2 separate regions of the Mus musculus genome follow, and region 2 is linked to region 1. A link is a contact called in public ChIA-PET data. All regions are on one chromosome and are shown on one strand. Each heading gives the region's core, a stretch centred on a gene start, on an enhancer-like site or on the middle of the called end of the contact. The rest is flanking DNA. Distances are from core to core; before and after follow the strand shown.

Region 1 (2,895 bases), core at 253-2,752:
GCCAGTGCTCTTAAAGGTTGGCCCATCTCTCCAGTCCACAAGAACATTTCTTTTAATGTTGAAACAAACCTAAGACCAACATTGATGCACAATTCCTATAAACATGAGCACACATGTGTCTTAAAACATTTGAGCAGGGTACCAAATCTCAGTATATTTAGAAACATTATCTATATAATATTTCTAGAAATAAATAGTAAATTCTGGTACAAAGTGGAGACACAAATCATACAAGTTATTCCAGTACTACTATTCATTAGTATATTACTAATATTCATTAGTATATTAGTATAGCTATGATACTGAAAAAAAAATAACCATGCTCTACAAAGTCCAGCTGAATAGAGAGCAGGGAGAAATGTTAAATGACACCACAGTGTAATTTCACTTCGAGAATGTCAACACCCGGTATGTTAAGATTGTCACACTTGCCGGGCGGTGGTGGCGCACGACTTTAATCCCAGCACTTGGGAGGCAGAGGCAGGCGGATTTCTGAGTTCGAGGCCAGCCTGGTCTACAGAGTGAGTTCCAGGACAGCCAGGGCTATACAGAGAAACCCTGTCTGGGAAAAAAAAAAAAAAAAAAAAAGATTGTCACACTTGACTTTCCTCACTTTAGACAAGATGCTTGAGGTTTCTAGGTCTCAGCTTTCACATCTGCAGAACCTGCGATCCACATCAACCTCTGATGTTTCTTTCAGCACTAACTCCCTACAGCAGCGGTTCTCAACCTTCCTAATACCCGTTACAACAGTTATGGTGACCCCAATCATAAAATCATTCCCATTGCTACTTTATAACTGTAATTTTTGCCGTTTTGAATCGCAATGTAAAAATATCTGATTTGCAGGATAACTGAAATGCAACCCCTGTGAAAGCGTCCTTAGATCCTGAAGGTCGTGACCCGCAGGTTGAGAAACACTGCCCTAAAGACTCTGGCTCTCTCTGGGTTGTTAACGTCATGCCACTAGATGAAGGAGAAAAGCTTGTGTCTAATTAACATGTTTTAACCTTAAACGTAAAATTTAAATGGCGACCTAAAATTGGTACAAGACTAGCAAATTAATTCCCATGTCCACTGTTTGTTTACACTTTTTAGAGGGAGCAGAAAGGATGCCGGGGCAAAGGGGAGTGGCTAAGTAAGGCCAGACAGGTGCCTAGAAACTTGAAGCAGACTCTAGAAGGATCGGAGTGTGGGTGAGTCCGCGTCCCAAGGCAGCTGAAGTGACCAGGCTGGGTCACTCCGTGTAACCGGGCCGGGCTGGAGACTCACTCGGTGGCCTGCACGAAGCCGCATGTGTTCGTCCGGCACACGTAGAAGCTCTTTCCCTTATTCGGGCCATCGCGGACGCCGGTCTTTAAGAAGCAGGCGTCCCCTGAGGAAACAAGAAGGTCAGCATCGGCCACTCCAAGCCAGTCCCACAGTCCCCGGGAGGGAAATCCCGAGACTGAGGCCTTACCGTGCTCCGGACACTTAACCAGGTCCATACCGCAGCCAGGAAGCCCTGGCCCGCCGGGTTTCCGTCTTTGACTCCGCCCCGTCCCGCCCACCACAACACTCCACCAATCAAGCGGGAGAGTCTCTCACTTTCAACCAATTACAGTCTCCCTCAGGCTTGGCGCGCTCTGAAATCAAACTTGGAGTGAGGAGGCGTGGCTGAGCTCCAGTGAGGACGCCGGCATGCTCCCTGGCTTGGGGAAAGCAGGACTTGGAGAGAAGTGGACGAGGCTGAGCTTGGGAGACTCCAGAGGAACCACTAGACCCAGAGGGAGCCAGAGCCGCTTGCCTGCTCGGGAAGCAGCCACTGTGGGCGGGAACACTTCAACTTGAGGCGGCCAAAAGGCGGGAGCATCCCTTAAAACTTTGGGAATCTACTGCATAGTCTGTAATAAGCACAAAGACTCCCTTAGGACCCCGGGCAACCTTTAAATGAGTGCAGGGCGTCCACGGGGTCACCAAAGATTGAACATCTGCACAGATCTCAGTTCCAGGTTCCGCGCTCTTTGAGTCTTAGGCTGCCTTCCCCTGGTGAGGTTCTAAGGACCGCCTGGTGTGGACGCCCTGGGTCTGAGAGAAGAACCTGAGGGCAATACAAGACCTTGCGTGCTTACTAATTTTACATTGTGTGTTTTGCATTGTCAAACCTTTTGAACTTATTTTGCATTTGTACTTTTAAAAAACCGAGAGTGACGCATGGTGGCGCACGCCTTTAATCCCAGCACTTGGAAGGCAGAGGCAGGCAGATTTCTGAGTTCAATGCCAGTCTGGTCTACAAAGTGAGTTCCAGGACAGCCAGGGCTACACAGAGAAACCCTGTCTCGAAAAACCAAAAAGAAAAAAAAAAAGAAAGAAAAGGAAAGGAAAGAACTTGTAATGGATTCTTTCAGTGAGCAGAAGGTGAGGAATGACTATCGGAGCTTGGCTGCAATAGCCATGACTTCATATTTCAGCAGTTGAAGATCATGTGTCTTGGAGTGGCACACACAACTGCTATGAGGACAGAAAAGCTGCAATGTCTAAGAAGTCTGGGCTATATGGAGGCTGTAAATGTTTTAGGAGTTCAGAGTCCAGACAGTCCCGAGGTATCATTTATGAATTAAGCAGTTCTTACTAAATAGCTTTTTTGGTGTCCCAAGAGGAGTAGGTGTTTGAGAAATATAAAGTTCATTTAATGCATACATTTAAAGCAACTGTTCTAACCACAAGGGGCTTACTGAGTGGAAGAAGCTGAACTAGCCTCTACCTAATGCTTAAATAAATATAAAATAGTATATAAATGTCAAGATGAATGGAGTCAGCAGCAAACCCCGGAGAGCTTGAGAGAGAGATGAATTTCCAAGTGCACGCAGTGTGGCACGCCCCACCCCAGTTCTCCAGTGAAAGTTTATACAAACA
Region 2 (2,928 bases), core at 239-2,738, 41 kb after region 1:
TGTCACAAACCTCTTTGCCATCTCTTGTTGATAACTCTACTTTTCTTGATGTTACCAGTAGGTCCCTGAATTCCCCCTTCAACAAACATTTATTAATCACATTGTGTATCACATACCAGACTATTCTAGGTATTTTGTATATAGCTCCTGTCAGTGAACCACGGTTTAGAGGAAGTTATAGGATAGGAACAAAGACTTCCTGGAATTGGTCACCAATATAGGACAGAGATATGCAGTAATGGAACAAATGTTAGGATCCCCCAGCAGATTTATCTAACCCAAGGTCAGGAGTGAGGGGAGACGTCTCTGAACTGAGCCTTGAAGATCAATAGCAGTCATTCTGATGAATAGAGAGCAAAGGATTTCCACATAAAAGGAAGTGGGGATTATCGAATCCAGGCAGTTGAGTTTGGTTGGAAGTCAGATCTAGGATGGAAAGTAGGAGGCGATGAAGAGACAAGTGAGTATAAAAGATCTTTTATGCCTGTCATGGGAGTTTGGACATGCGGAGGACAAGGTTTCTAATCTGTGGTGCTGGGACGTGGGGAGGACCACCACATCATGAACAATATGGAAGGGACAATGATAACGACCTACGCTATGACACTGAATATAGGCATGCCTTGGAAGCAGTTAGATGTAAATTCCAAGACCAGAAGACAAACCATTCTGGGTAATGAACACAGAGGTTGTCAACAAGTAGATTGTATCCACGGGAAGAATTGTTTCCCCTAGAAAAACGTGGAGACTCAGAGGACATATCTAAGAACAGTTGCTTTAAAAAACAAAACAAACAAACAAACAAAACCACCTGGGCTCAATGGGACGAGTGCATGAGTACCAAGGAGGAGGTTCAGAAGTTCAGGGTCATTCCTGGTCACCTAACAAGACTAGTTTAGAAAGAAAAGCCAAGCCAAGCATTGGAGCATACACCTGTAACCAGAGCACTTAGTGGGTTGGGGCAGAAGGACTGAGAACTTCAGGCTAGACTGTACACCGTCAAAAACAAAAACAAAAACAAAAACAAACAAAAGAATTAATATAGCGACTCAGAGGAGGAGGAGGAGGAGGAAGAGGAGGAGGAGGAGGAGGAGAAGGAATTCTTGGTGTTAGGAAGGAAACCTCATGGCGTGGAGCCGAGAGCAAGCAAGGCTCGTGGAAGCAATCTCAGACATCATGGGAAGAGCGAGTAAGTCAAGGCATGAATTCATGAGCAAGATCACGACTATTAACAAAAACATTGCTCAGCAGCACAGAGCAGGTGGTGGCTGCCATGCAAGACTATTTGCTTTGGGGGCACAATAGACACACCCCAGTTCAATGTTACGTCAGAGATTTATCGAGGTGTTGACTACGGTAGGGATAGATTAAGTGACTTGCCCAAACCTGGAGCTTATCACATCTGAGCCATCTCAAAGTCCCTCACAGCAAATCAGGAAAGAGGAAGCACAAGGCGTGGCAGAACCTCAGGCTAGGGAGGGTTTCACTTTCAGCCTCTGTGTTCTGCTATTGCATTAAGACTGAATTGGACTTGGAACCACAAAGTCTCTCTTACATGTTAATATATTAAAAGAGGCAGCTAAGCATATTTGTTGTGGTTTGAATGGTTATGCCCCCTATAAACTCATGTGTTTGAATACTTGGCCATAGGGAGTGTGGCACTATTAGGAGGTGTGGCCTTGTTGGAGGAAGTGTGTCACTGAGGTTGGGAGGTTTTCTATTGCCCAAGCTATCCACAGTGTGGCACACAGTCTCTTCCTGCTGCCTGTGGATCAAGATGTAGAACTGTTAGCTCCTTCTCCAGCACTACATTTGCCTGGATGCTGTCATGCTTCCAGCCATGATGATAATGGATTGAACCTCTGAAACTATAAGACAGGCCCAAATTAAATGTTTTCCTTTATAAGAGTTGCCATGGTCATGGTGTCTCTTCACAGCAATAAAACCCTAAGACAGTATTCTAATAGAATTTGCATGATTCCCCACCACTTCCAAATACGAAAACCACGCTGGAGTACCAGCAGTGACTGACTTAAAATATCATCTGCCCTGTAGGAGGTTCTTGAGGCTCAGCTGTGCCACACAGTATCATGAGGCTGCTGGCAATGAGAACTCGTGGCAGGTGTGGAAAGGTCAAAGAGCAGTGGTTATTAGCTGCTAAGGAAGTATTTCATTGTTTTAGCAACCAATGTGGCCATTCCACGTATACTAACTTCATGTTGATGCCATTAAATCATGCTCACTTTACCAGGACAAACGTGGTGAATGGATACATTATGTCTGTTTCTATAGTTTACACAAAGTGGGAGGAGCTCCGTTGTTATTTGAGACAGGGGCTCACTATTTCAGCCTAGGCTGACCTCAAATTCTCAATTCTCCTATTTTGGCCTCCTGAATACTGGGATTATAGGTATGCACTAAACCTGGCCAAAAAAAAAAGGATATTCTTTTCTTTTTTAAAAAAGGCTCAATGTCAAGTATCACTTACCTGGAAAGGTGACAGTAATCATTAATAGGTTAGAGGTGGCAGATACTCTGGCTGGGCCACTTGTGCATATGGAATCTCTGTCATAAACCTCCACTGTACACCGATACACCCCTGTCTCCTCCATAGCTGCATCGTAGATTTGGAGTTGAGAACGAAAGAAAGACTGTGACACCTTCGTCTTCCTGTGGATCTGGGAGAGGACGTCCCCCCATTCAACGGTGCCATTGTGGGCAATTCGAATAAGCCGATGAAAGGCTCCAGAGCCCGCTGGCTGGAACTGCCACGTTACCGAGAACGGCAGCTTGAGATCCGAGTAGTTGGCCCTCACTACACAGGACAGGTGGAAGGTATGGGCTAGCATCACTTGTGGCTGACGGCTCATCAGATTAACTCGTAAACTTGACTCTGTGGGGGAGAATGTGAGACACACTTCCTGTTTA

The links. ChIA-PET counts read pairs in DNA pulled down with a chosen protein or histone mark.
Region 2: a contact with region 1 is called in an RNA polymerase II ChIA-PET map of memory CD8 T cells, with 727 read pairs. The contact joins the enhancer-like site here to the promoter of Ttf2 in region 1. A contact is called at or near these places in 4 of 15 datasets of contacts at CTCF or cohesin (CD8 T cells, the G1E-ER4 cell line, the NIH/3T3 cell line and 1 more), 26 of 484 Hi-C or Micro-C datasets (the Ba/F3 cell line, the C10 cell line, CD4 T cells and 17 more), 8 of 115 datasets of contacts at active chromatin or transcription factors (CD8 T cells, bone marrow-derived macrophages, double positive thymocytes and 5 more) and 3 of 9 other capture datasets (adipose tissue, embryonic stem cells and liver).

What each region holds. Positions count from the first base shown.
Region 1 is chr3:100,968,161-100,971,055 of GRCm38.p6, forward strand. Ttf2 (transcription termination factor, RNA polymerase II) reads right to left here and starts at 1,503. Exons shown (of 23, transcript NM_001013026.2): 1 at 1,460-1,503; 2 at 1,273-1,375. The coding sequence starts at 1,487.
Region 2 is chr3:101,009,298-101,012,225 of GRCm38.p6, forward strand. Cd101 (CD101 antigen) reads right to left here. Exons shown (of 9, transcript NM_001167906.2): 6 at 2,489-2,893. Among named protein-coding and RNA genes, the nearest start is that of Cd101, 19 kb to the right of the region's middle. Within about 2 kb of position 1,489, at least 112 of the 459 cell types and tissues checked have an H3K27ac peak or open chromatin away from gene starts, as enhancers often do. A contact at or near this core is called in the Ba/F3 cell line, CD8 T cells, the G1E-ER4 cell line and 12 more, where this site is marked.